Regions from separate parts of the Ovis aries genome. Here region 2 is linked to region 1. A link is a contact called in public Hi-C data. All regions are on one chromosome and are shown on one strand. Each heading gives the region's core, a stretch centred on a gene start, on an enhancer-like site or on the middle of the called end of the contact. The rest is flanking DNA. Distances are from core to core; before and after follow the strand shown.

Region 1 (6,184 bases), core at 2,753-5,252:
ATCTCCTGTGGCTCCTGCTTTGCAGGCGGATTGTTTACCGCTGAGCCACCGGGGAAGCCCCAGTTCAAATAATTATTTTTCAAAAGGTCCAACAGAGGGAGCCCAAACTCAACACTGTTAGAGTGGGGGCTGGTAATTCAACCCAACTCTCACTATAGTTTGAGTTTAACTGCAAAAACTTTGAAGGGCATACCTCTTTCTCTCTTCAGGGCTCACCCTTGTCCTCATCCTCAAAGAGATGAGTCCATTTAAATATTCCATTAACTGGTGTTTATGCCAGCTGGCTTCGTTCTCCTTTAAGATGGCAAGCTACACCCAGAATCAAAAACCACAGTCCACAAAGGGGGCTCCACATCAGGATCAGAACAAGGACAATGGGCTTCCCTAAAGCTGGTCTCCACACAGCAGAGCACACAAAGCTTCCTGCGCACCCACCGTGCCTCCTGCATCAAACCAGGTCCCATAATATACCAAACACCAAATACTCATTCGGATTTATGGTAAAATTGTGCAGCAGAAGGCTGTGGTTAGATAGCTAGAAAAACTTTCCAACTATAAAACAAATTTATAAGGAAGCGGAGTCTTTGGCTCTAACTAGGGGAGGGGAGGCAGAGGCAGAGGGGGCCTGATCGCTAGATATAAGAAGTTCGGCTGCTCACAAACACTGGAGTTATTTGAATGCTACAGGGAGAGACAGCAAATGAAACTTTGAGGAAATCTGATGGTAAAGAGCTTTTGGTAACCTGAGAAACTGTCAGAAACTTTGACGCACAAAAACTCTTCATTAGAAATGAATGAAAAGTCTTGGAATTGAACAATGTGTGGCGCTTTCCAGCTGACTGACCTACACAAGTTATTTAACCTCTTTGAGACTCAATCATGCATATATTTATTGACTCACCCTATTATTTATTGAGCATCTTGTATGTATATCATGTATGGGGTTAAGTGAATCCTGAGGGGACTATGGTGGGCAAAATTAAGGACTTTTTTTTTTTCAAGGGGCTTACAATTTATTCATCTATAAAAAGGCATACTGGGAACTACCTGGTAGTCCAGATGACACCACACTTATTGTAGAAATTGAAGAGGAACCAAGGAGCCTTTTGATGAAGGTGAAAGAGGAGAGTGAAAAAGCTGGCCTAAAACTCAACATTCAAAAAAAGAAGATCATGGCATCCAGTCCCATCATTTCATGGCAAATAGATAGGGAAACAATGGAAACAGTGACAGAGTTTATTTTCTTGGGCTCCAAAATCACTGCAGATGATGACTGCAGCCATGAAATTAAAAGACGCTTGCTCCTGGCAAGAAAAGCTATGACCAACCTAGACAGCATATTAAAAAACAGAGACATTACTTTGCCAACAAAGGTCCGTCGAGTCAAGGCTATGGTTTTTCCAGTAGTCATGTATGGATGTGAGAGTTGGACTAGAAAGAAGGCTGAGTGCCGAAGAATTGATGCTTTTGAACTGTGGTGTTGGAAAAGACTCTTGAGTCCCTTGGACTGCAAGGAAATCAAACCAGTCAATCCTAAAGGAAATCAATCCTGAATATTCGTTGGAAGGACTGATGCTGAAGCTGAAGCTCTAATGCTTTGGCCATCTGATGCAAAGAAATGACTCCTTGGAAAAGACCCTGATGCTGGAAAAGACTGAAGGCAGGAGGAGAAAGGGATGACAAAGAATGAGATGATTGGATGGCATCACCGACTCAATGGGCATGAGTTTGAGCAAACTCATGGAGATAGTGAAGGACAGGGAAGCCTGGCGTGCTGCATTCCATGGGATTGCAAAGAGTCGGACACAACTGAGCTACTGGACAACACCAGTGGTTAGGACTCTGAGCTCTTATTGCTGAGGGCCCAGGTTCAATCCCTGGTGGAGGAATTAAAATCCCACAAGCCATGCAGCTTGGTCAAACGAAACAAAGCCAAATAGATGTAGTAACACTGGGATGACTAGATATCCATGGGCAAAAGAATGAATCTGGATCCCTATCTCACACCATATAAGAAAATTAACTCAGAACAAATGAAAAATCTAAAAGTGAAAGCTAAATCTATTAAGCTCTTGGAAGAAAGCATAGGCTCAAATCTTTGTGACTGTGGATTAGGTAATGGTTTCTTGGCTATGAAACCAAATGCACAAGTAACAAAAGATAATACAGATAAATTGGACTTCACCAAAATTTAAAACTTTGGTGCTTCAAAGGACACCATCAAAAAAGTGAAAAGATGCCAAGATACGAAATGGAAGCAACCTAAGTGTCCATCAACAGATGAATGGATAAAGAAGATATGGTATGTATACACAGTGGAATATTACTCAGCCATAAAAAGAGTGAAATTTTGCCATTTACAGCAACATGGATGGGCTTGGAGGGCATTATGCTAAGTGAAGTAAGTCAGGCAGAAAAAGATAAATACTAGACATCGTTTACCTGTGAAATCTGAAAAATACAGCAAACTAGTGAATGTAACAAAAAAGAAGCAGACTCACAGATACAGGGAACAAATCAGTGGTTGCCAATGGGGAGAGGGAGTTAGGAAGAGATAATATAAGGACAAGGGTTTAAGAGGTACAAACTATTACATATAAAATAAATTATAAAGATATACAGCACAGGACATATAACCAATATTTTATAATAACTGTAAATGGAGTATAACCTTTTTTTAAAAAAAGTGAAAAGATAACCCACAGAATGAGATGAAAATACTTGTAAGTCATTGATCTGTTAAGGGGGTTGTATCTAGTAGGATATACTAAGAATTCTTACAATTCGGTAATAAAAAGACAAACCAAATAGGCAAAGGATCTGTATCAACATTTCTCCAAAGATATACAAATAACCAATAACCACATAAAAAGATTCTCAACATCTTTAGCCATTAGAAAAACACTTACATAAACCCACAGTGAGATACCACTTTACACCCTCTAAAATAGCTAGAATCAAAAAACAGATTGGAAGGGCTTCCCCCGGGGGTCCAGTGGTTAGGAATCCACTTTCCAATACAGGGACACTGTATTCCAGCCATGGTCGGGGCAACTAAACCAATGTGTCACAACTACCAAGCCGGTGAGCTCTAACAAAATACCCTGCATGACACAACAAAGGTCCCGAGTGCCTTCAACCAAGACGCGACACAGCCAAGTAAATAAATAAATAAAAATCAAAGCATAATAATAGTTCTTACCCCATAGGGTCATTGTGAACAGTAAATGAGATGAATTTTGGCTGATGAAATAGCTAAAACAACATCATTTATCAATCAGGCCTGGAGAGGGGTGTTTGGAATGGGGGAGGGACACTTAAGCTTTGTACTTTATTTATCTATTGTCTAGATTTTTAAACTGGTACATTTTTGTAATTCAAAAATAAAGCAGTAAAGAGCTGCTTATTCCTGTGTTACTGATTTATTCAAGACTTAACATCCACAGAGAAGTGCATGAGGATTGAGAACAACATTCTATTCTTGACTTATGTTTGACCTTCTGTGTTTGTGTAACTTTTTCCAGATTTCGTCAGCTTTGCTTACCTTTCTCCCCCACTGCCCCTCAATTTGCTTAAGTCCATTAGTCACAAAATTTTAAACCTCCCCATCAAATCCCTGGATCCTCTGAATCAGCCCAAGAAAGACCCCAGATCCCACACAGGGCGGGGGGCCTTGCCTATTCCTGGCCAGTGTCCTCTGAACTCCTCTTCCCCATTTTTATCGCCTTCCCTATACCAAACCCTCCTAGAGATCTGATTTAAAGCTTCTCACTTTGCAAACAGAGAGGTCTGCTCTTCCAGGAGGCCAGAGCTGGCTGGCTGGGAGTCTGGCCGGAAGTCAGTTTCCTGGGTGGGAGAACACTGGCTGAAAGCCAGACGGCTGACGTCACCTGGTCCAGATGGTGGACACCATTGCCCAATCAGAGGAAATTGATGCTGGCAACACATTTCTCTATGACTGTCTTCCTCCATTCAGAAAAGCATTTTCCTCGCCAGGAAGCAGCTGAGTAGGAGGGGAAAATACCCTGGCCTTTGAACCATGCGGCATATTGACCATGAGGCTGGCCGTGGCATTGACTGACAAATGAATGTGAGACCCGACACTGGACTCAGGGCCAGAAGACTCAAGTCTGGGTCTCTGCCACCTAAATTCTAACCTTTGACAAATCACCTCGGTAGCTTTTCTGAGCTGTGAGTAATAATACCTCCTCACAGAAGCTACTGTTGCATGTCTGGAATGAGGTCATCCATGTGAAAGCTTTCATAAACCTGAAGCAGGATGTCAATACATCATCATTCTGCCTTCCAGAGGGCAGAAGACCCTGAGGAGGCAGGCTGATCCAGGAGCCAGGCAGCCTACACCAGAATGTGCAGCCGGGACACATAATTTAAACTCTCTGTGCCCAGTTACCTCGTGGTCACAATGGGGAAAATGATACGAATACCCACCTCATCACAGGCTTGCCAGGAGGGTGAAGTACCTACTCCACTTGGAGCACATAGATCATCTCCCAGCTGTGGCAGTGCTCACCAAGACTTAGCCGGATAATCCTTCCCCAGGCCATCTTTTGCACCTGCAGGCCCTGACCTGGATGTTCAGCCCAATCCCAGGAGATCTCATGAAAAGAGATCCTGGGAATTCCCTGACTGTTCAGTGGTTAGGACTCCAAGCTTTCACTGCCAAGGGCTCAAGGTCAGCCCCCGTTGGGAAACTAAGATTCTGCAAGCCTCTTGGCATGGGCCCCTCCCCCCAAAATGAGGGGGATTCTACCCCCACCCACAGTCCACACAGCAGGCAGAGCTCTTTAACTGAAATCTGACCGTGTCACTCGTCTGTTTCACCACCCAAATCTACCCCAGCCCCACCCTCGCACCCAGGTAGACACCAAGCCCTGGTGATAGGCCCTTGAGCCCTCTCCAGCATCTCCTCTTGCCTGCTGCCTCTCATCAAGGGTTCAGCAACACCAGACTGCCTGGCACTTCTCACCTCCACTAGCTGGTCCAGCCTACCTTCCCCAGCCCTGCTTTGCCAACTCCTAGTTACCTTTTGAGCTTCCCTGGTGGCCCTTTAAAACTCTCAGATTCATGTCTCCCAGAAAGCCCTTTCTGACTTTCCTGAGCAGAGCCGGGTGCCCCTTCCGCTATGTTCCTAGCAGGCACTTCCATCACTGCACAGGCCAAACTGTACCCTAACTCTTCAGGTGACTGCTTCACACCAGCCTGGGGGATCCTTGAAAGAAAAGGCCAGCACTGGGTCTTGCTCATCTCAGTAAACTCAGCATGAGCACAGTGCCAGGCACACAGTAGGTGATCAGTAATGGCTGAGTGGAAAGACTGATGAATGAATGACCAGGAACTAAGAGAGTACCAGTTTGCTTGGCCATGCTGCATGACTTGTGGGATCTGCCAGGGATTGAACCTGGGCCGTGGCAGTGAGAGCATGGAATCCTAGCCACTGGACCTCCAGGAAATTCCGATGTTCAGCTACCTTAACAGATGATGCTGTTTGCCTGGGTTTGGGATGAACATCTTGGAACAGATATAGTTTCCATTCTCCTCAACCACTATTTTTCTCAGAATCACCCCTGTCTCTGTCTCAGGCACCCTCTGTACCTATCCCTTTACCCTGCTCTTATGCTTGGCTTCTCCTTCCTTAATACCTTGTTTCTCCTCCTTGTTCTGTGTCATATATCTAGACCCTTTGCTGCTTTGTATTCTTTTCCTTTCATCTTTCATTTGTGCTTGAGTGGTGGTCTCTGTTCTCTTACCACTTATCAAGCATTCTGGGCTGTTTAAGAGTTTCCCTGGGCTCATGACTCCTCAGAAAGGAAGAAGGAGATTTTGAAAGGAAGGAAATCAATCCTTATTATGTGTCCAGAAGTCCCACACGTTTTATTTCATATAATCTTAGTAATAAGCTTATAGCATGGCATGTCATTCAAAGAAGCTAGATTATGCTTCTGTAACAAAGAACCTCAAAATCTCAGTGGTTTTTCACAACAAAGATTTATCTATTGCATTTATACAACCCACTTATCAATGGTGGGTTGACTGAGGCTCTGCTCTGAGCCACCGTTGCCTAACCTCAGGGCCCAGGATGACAGCATGTGCGTGCTAAGTAACTTCAGTCATGTCTGACTCTTTGCAACCCTGTGGACTATAGCCCATCAGGCTCCTCTGTCTG
Region 2 (6,184 bases), core at 1,507-4,006, 36 kb after region 1:
ATTGTGGGTTGCCCCTGTGCAGCATATGTGTGTGTAATATGCATGTTGAAGGGGGGCAGAATATGCCACCCCAAAATGTGCTCCTCTGGCATGTGAATTATTTGGAGCAATCAAGACCCAGCAGAATCAAAAGAAGCCTTGCACCTCTCCCTTCATGGCCTAAATAACTGAGGTAGGGGGCCTGGTCCAGTGATAACATTCACCAGAAAAACTTACCTGCTTGGCAGGACAAACATCTCATTAGCAATCACCTGCTCTTCCCATCTTCCTGTGAATTACCCACCTCCCCTTAAAGCCCCAGGCCTCTTTCCCATTCCTTAGCTAAAGATGGCATATAAACTTCAATTGCCTGACTGCCTTTGAGTCTCAAGTTTTCTTGGGCTTCTGTTAAGTATGCAATTAAATTTGTTTTCTCCTGTTGATCTGTCCTAGGTCAATTTAATTATTGAGCCAGCCAACGAAACTAGAAGGAGAAATTTTTCCACCTCTACAACATGGTGTGTGTGTGCATGTGCTAGCTAAAGCAGGCAGACTTGTGTCTGTGTGTGCTAGTGTGTTCATTTCTCTTGGGCTTCTTGACTGTTTCTTAATGACTTCCCTCCTAGGCTGCTGTTTTCTGAGTCCCTACAAACGTGTGACTATGCACTGTAACTGTGGTTCCTAGACTCTGCTGGATTAGGATTGTAGCAAGAGGGCCAGACTTCCTTATGTAAGCCTTCCTGCACGTCCCCAGAGATGGGGATTTGTGGCTGAACCGTCTCAAACTGTCTGTGGGCCCCTCTCCAGCTGCCACATGTCCTGACATGTGCCCGCAGTCTGGGATTTCATCCGCCTCCACTCACAACTCACACACTCACAACACACACTTGGCGTGCCTACGGTTGGCACTGGCCAAGTCTCCGCCCCCTCCCTTTGCTTAATCTTCGGAATTTCCAGCCGACCGTCCAACAGCTCCCAGCCCAGGGTGGAGTTGAGAAGGACCCGCCCAGTTCTCGGGGTACATAACTAGCTCTGCGGGACTGCGGGGCCACTCGTCCTTCGGCTCAGCTCAGCGCACAATGTGTCACTCTCGCAGCTCCCTCCCCACCATGACCGTCCTGCGGGCTCCGACCCCGGTCTCCTCCACCAGCCCGGGACCCCGACGGGGCTCCGGTCCCGAGATCTTCACCTTCGACCCTCTCCCGGAGCCCGCGGTGGCCCCCGCTGCGCGCCCTAGCGCCACCCGCGGGCATCGAAAGCGCAGCCGTAGGGTCCTCTACCCACGAGTGGTGAGTGTCTCCGAAGTGGACAGCCCCGGGGGAAGAGCAGGGTGAACCACTGGACGCCGGGGCCCCGATCTGACCTGTTCTTTTTATCACCTCCCCTCAGGTCCGGCGTCAGCTGCCAGTCGAGGAACCGAACCCTGCCAAAAGGCTGCTCTTTGTCCTGCTGACCATCATCTTCTGTCAGATCCTGATGGCTGAAGACGGTGCGTCTGTACCCCTGGCCCCGGAGGACACCTCCAGCGCACCGTCCCCCGCGCCCACCGCTGCAGCCCCGGTCTTCGAGCCCCTTAATCTGACCTCGGAGCCCTCGGACTACGCTTTGGATCTCAGCACTTTTCTCCAGCAACACCCGGCCGCCTTCTAACCGGGACTCCCCACTTCCCCAAAAGAACCTGAAAAACCAAGAAAACACTGGGTGTACCTGGTGCGCGAGAGCGTATCCCAAACTGGGACTCGCGAGGCAACTCGCACTCAGAACACTATGGCGAAGACGCCGGTCCGAGCCTGGAGAGACAGGCACCGGCACGCCGGGGTTAGGCCGGGTGGGGAAGAAGTGCGTCGTTAACTTATTTCTCATTGTTCCTAATAATATTTATGTGTATTTATGTGTGTCCCCCTAGGTGATGGAGGGGTGTATGTAATATTTATTTTAACTTATGCAGGAGTGCGAGATGTGCACCTTGCTGCAAATGCAGGTCTCTGGGTATTTATTGGGCTCTGTGGGGTTGGTGGAGGCAAGCACCCAGAATTGAGCGAGGCCGGGAAAAGGGATGGAGGAAACCCAAGTCGAGAAGGCGCCCGGGCTGGGAGTCAAGGACGGTGGTGGGTCGCAGTGACACTCTCAGTTCTCCAGCATCTCAACTCGCGAGTCTGTGAAGATTCGGGGAACCGTTGAGAATAAGGTCCCTGGCCTACAATCTCCTTGAAGTTGCCTCCAAGGGGGTGACTGCGGGGTTGGTGGGCTGTCAGGAGGCTGTTCTGGGGTCGCCCCGTATGTTCTATGAACACAAATAAACTTGATTTACTGTCGGCAGTCATGTGTGTGTCTCTTTACAAGCGGCGGTCCCCTACTTTCAAGGCGCCAGGAGGAGGAGGAGACGGTCAAGTCCCCAGCCGGTGCTCCTCCCCAGGCCCATGAGTCCCTCCTCCTGGAGCCATGGAACTCAGCATCTTGTGACCGGACGCTGTCAGTCGTTGCCCAGTCTGTGGTTTTTCTCAGTTAGTTTACCTGGGGCAAGTGCGACGTGAGTCAACCTCCCTCTGCCCGAGAGCGTACTCACGGAAGTCACGTCGCACGGGGCGGGGCGTGGGGCTGCCTGGGCGGGACTTCCGGCCCCGGAAGGGCGGCCAAGTGTGGCCTCCTCCCCCATACCGGGGCCGCTTCTGCAGCTCTCGAGGGCTGCGGATCTGAGCTGGGCCTGCCGGGAAAGGGGCGGGTCGGACGCCCGAGGCCGGGGGTGGGGTGGAGGGGGGTGGTCCTCCGCGGGGGGCGGGGTCGTGTCTGCAGCAGTAACGGGGTGCGGCTGAGTTGGGGGCGCGGGCCCAGCTCCCAGGGAGACCCTACGCGAGTGGCACCTGCTAGACTCCCAGGCCCCCTACGCAGCCCCGCCCTCCCCGGGACCCCAGCCCGGCCGCCGCCCGAGTCCGGGAAGGTAGGTGGGGGAGGGGAGATGGAGTGGGTTGCAGAGGAACAGGGAGGGTAGCGCAAGGGTCTGGGGACCTCTCCGGGTCTGGAGAGCTTCATATCACTGAAGGTGGGGCGCGGTGAGCGGCTGAGGATCGCTGGCTGCGAAATTTCACAGGAAAAGCCTTAGCGAATCCGGGGTTGCGGAAGAGCCTGGGCCTCGGCGTCTGCAGGCTGGGCGGGACTGACTGGAAAGGGAGAGTTCGCTCCTGTGGACTGCGCGGCGCCCCTTCGCATCCGCAAAGGCTTTGTCTTCCCCTCCTCCAGCTCCAGCCTGAGCCATGTTTTTCACCTGTGGCCCAAATGAGGCCATGGTGGTCTCCGGTAAGTATTGTTTTCTGCTCAGCCAGTGAGCACCCCCTGCAGAGGCCTCTTCCCTCTCCCTACCAGCTCCCCAGCACTAGGCCTCCTGTCCACCCCACCCACGATGGCTTCATGCCACCCACTTGTGATTATTCCTTGCGTAGCCTTCCAAGGCCTAGACTGCCCCTCGCCCTTGTCAGCTTCCAGCTTTCCTCGTGGAGGTTGCTCCCCACTCCCTCCCCAAGGTCTGTCTCCCACGTTACAGCTCTACCGCTACAGCTCTACCACGGCCACCGGCCACCACAGCTCACTGCCCTCTCCCCGTGCAGGTTTCTGCCGGAGCCCCCCAGTCATGGTGGCTGGAGGCCGTGTCTTTGTCCTGCCCTGCATCCAGCAAATCCAGAGGTGGGTAGCAAGAAAACTGGGGCAAGGGAACCCCCATTTTCTCCCTTTCTTCCTTTTCACACTGTCCACCCCTTCTCTCTCCCTTAGGATCTCACTCAACACACTGACCCTCAATGTCAAGAGTGAAAAGGTTTACACTCGCCATGGGGTCCCCATCTCAGTCACTGGCATTGCCCAGGTGAGGCTTTCAGAGCCTTTTCCTCAAAGTCCACTCCCCCACCCAGCATCTTCTGTGTCCCCAGACATTAAGAATCTTCTGACCATGGCTTTCCCTATCTCTGCCTGTGGAGCAATTTCTCTGCAAGTCTCCACATCTCCAGGGATCCCCAAGGCACCTGACTCTCCCTGCCTCTGCTCTGGCTTCAGGAGGCCTTCCGCACACCCTCCCCAGCTCTGTTCTGGCTACAGGTAAAGATCCAGGGTCAGAACAAGGAGATGCTGGCCGCCGCCTGCCAGATGTTCCTGGGGAAGACGGAGGCAGAGATCGCCCATATCGCGCTGGAGACACTGGAGGGCCACCAGAGGGCTATCATGGCCCACATGACCGTGGAGGTGGGCCTGAGGGCAGGGAGAGATCGGGAAGGGATGCCAGACTGCAAGGGGCCTAAGAACCCAGCTAATCTGAGGAAGACGGTGGCCAGAGGATCTGAGCACGTCCCTTCCTTCTTCCTTCCATCCTGTTATCCCAGGAAATCTATAAGGACAGGCAGAAATTCTCAGAGCAGGTTTTCAAAGTGGCCTCCTCAGACCTGGTCAACATGGGCATCAGCGTGGTCAGCTACACCCTGAAGGACATTCACGACGATCAGGTAAACCTCAGCAGTTGGTCCTCCCTGCTTCCCTGCTCCCATCTGGTAAACCTTCTCTCCTGAGGATTGAGACATCTGCATCTCTCCACAGGACTATTTGCACTCCTTGGGGAAGGCTCGAACAGCTCAGGTCCAAAAAGATGCTCGGATTGGGGAAGCAGAGGCCAAAAGAGATGCGGGGATCCGGGTGAGAGAGCTGGGGGTTGCTTGGTCTCCGAGGGCTTTTTGTGTACCTGATGGGAGAGGGTGTGGCGTGAGGGCCAGTGGAGCAGGGTTGGCAGAGGATGTAGACGAGGCCGGGCCCAGGGCGAAGATGGAGGAGCTCGGTGGAGAGCAAGCTCTCTCCCTTGGGCCTTCTTCTGCCTACTCTGATGCCCTACCCAATCTCTGCATGAACAGGAGGCCAAAGCCAAGCAGGAGAAGGTGTCTGCTCAGTACCTGAGTGAGATCGAGATGGCCAAGGCACAGAGGGACTACGAGCTGAAGAAGGCCGCATACGACATCGAAGTCAACACGCGCCGAGCACAGGCTGACCTGGCCTATCAACTTCAGGTCAGAGTCCCCATCCTGGCCCTGTGGCCAGGCTGTACTTCACTCCCTCCCTGTTCTCCTCAGGCTACCACTCTCTCTCATATCCTGACTTTGATCCCCTTATTTTGACTCTCAGTTTCTGACCCAACTCCTCCATATAAGGAAGATTTAAAAGACCTAAATGTTTCAGCTGAAAAGCAAAGAAAAGGCCTAGAAAGGGAGTGTAGATAGGGCTGATCACGGGCTTGGGGTGGGTTGTGTCCTGGGCAAGGGCACCTGGATGAAGGGTGAACCAGAGCTCAGATCGGTCTGTGCTCCACTCCCCAAGCTGTGCATTGTGAATAGGTTTGCATCTCCCCAGAGGAACGAGTGCCTTTTTCTGATTTGCACGGCAGTCCTCCACAGGCTCACAGCAGCCCTGGTGATCACACAGGGTGTGAGGAAGAGAAACGTGGACTTGGGCTCTGAATTCCACAAAGTGACCTGTGGGGGCCTTGATAATGCAGCAAAGTGTAGTTGATCCTCATTATTTGCAGATCTTGTATTTGAGAATTTGCCTCAATGCTAAAATGTTTTAAAGAGCTAATGCTAAATGAACACTGGTTTAAATGCTAAAAGAACACTGGTTTCCCTAGTGCTCTTTGTATTGATGACCATTTGCAGACATGCACAGAGTGGAGAAAAATTTCAGTTGCCTGATAACGTGCCTCTCAGTTGAGGTTGAACAAGATGTTTTTCCCTTCTTGTTTTAGCTCCTGCTGTAAACAGTGTCATTTTCGCAGTATATTCACTGCTACATATTTTGCACTTTTGTGCTCTGTGTTGGTGATTTCACAGTTCAGAATGCCCCCAAGTGTAATGAGTGCCGTCTAGCGTTCCTAAGTCCAAGAAGACTTGATGTGCTTGATGGAGAAAATAACGTGTGTTAGATAAGTTTCTTTCAGGCATGAGTTACAGTGCTGTTGGATGTGAGTTCATTGTTAATGAATCAACAAATACATTACATATGGTGTCTTTATGCAGAAATACATAAAACAAAGATATATAGGACTTCCCTGACAATCCAGTGGTTAAGGCTATGTGCTTCCAAGTGCAGGGGTCAATCCCTGGTTGGGGAACTAAGATCCCACAATAAGTATTTGTTAATTCAACGTTCATGGCTACTTTATGAAAACCGGAACTACCAT

The links. A called contact is a pair of places that touch in the nucleus more often than the background predicts.
Region 2: a contact with region 1 is called in a Hi-C map of tail adipose tissue, with 5 times the contacts expected there. The contact joins the promoter of FLOT1 here to the enhancer-like site in region 1. A contact is called at or near these places in 12 of 16 Hi-C or Micro-C datasets (blood, hypothalamus, liver and 6 more).

Annotation. Positions count from the first base shown.
Region 1 is chr20:27,362,834-27,369,017 of ARS-UI_Ramb_v3.0, forward strand. All of the region lies in intron 1 of LOC132658256 (a long non-coding RNA gene), which reads right to left. Among named protein-coding and RNA genes, the nearest start is that of IER3, 35 kb to the right of the region's middle. Within about 2 kb of position 4,003, at least 13 of the 54 cell types and tissues checked have an H3K27ac peak or open chromatin away from gene starts, as enhancers often do. A contact at or near this core is called in liver and tail adipose tissue, where this site is marked.
Region 2 is chr20:27,400,373-27,406,556 of ARS-UI_Ramb_v3.0, forward strand. FLOT1 (flotillin 1) reads left to right here and starts at 2,757. Exons shown (of 13, transcript XM_060403343.1): 1 at 2,757-2,917; 2 at 3,020-3,273; 3 at 3,582-3,657; 4 at 3,745-3,835; 5 at 4,066-4,209; 6 at 4,347-4,466; 7 at 4,558-4,653; 8 at 4,866-5,018. The coding sequence starts at 3,231. IER3 (immediate early response 3) reads left to right here and starts at 1,030. Exons shown (of 2, transcript XM_004018996.6): 1 at 1,030-1,268; 2 at 1,369-2,298. The coding sequence starts at 1,059. The coding sequence ends at 1,629. It overlaps LOC132658256 (a long non-coding RNA gene), which reads right to left and starts at 950. Exons shown (of 2, transcript XR_009597619.1): 1 at 1-950.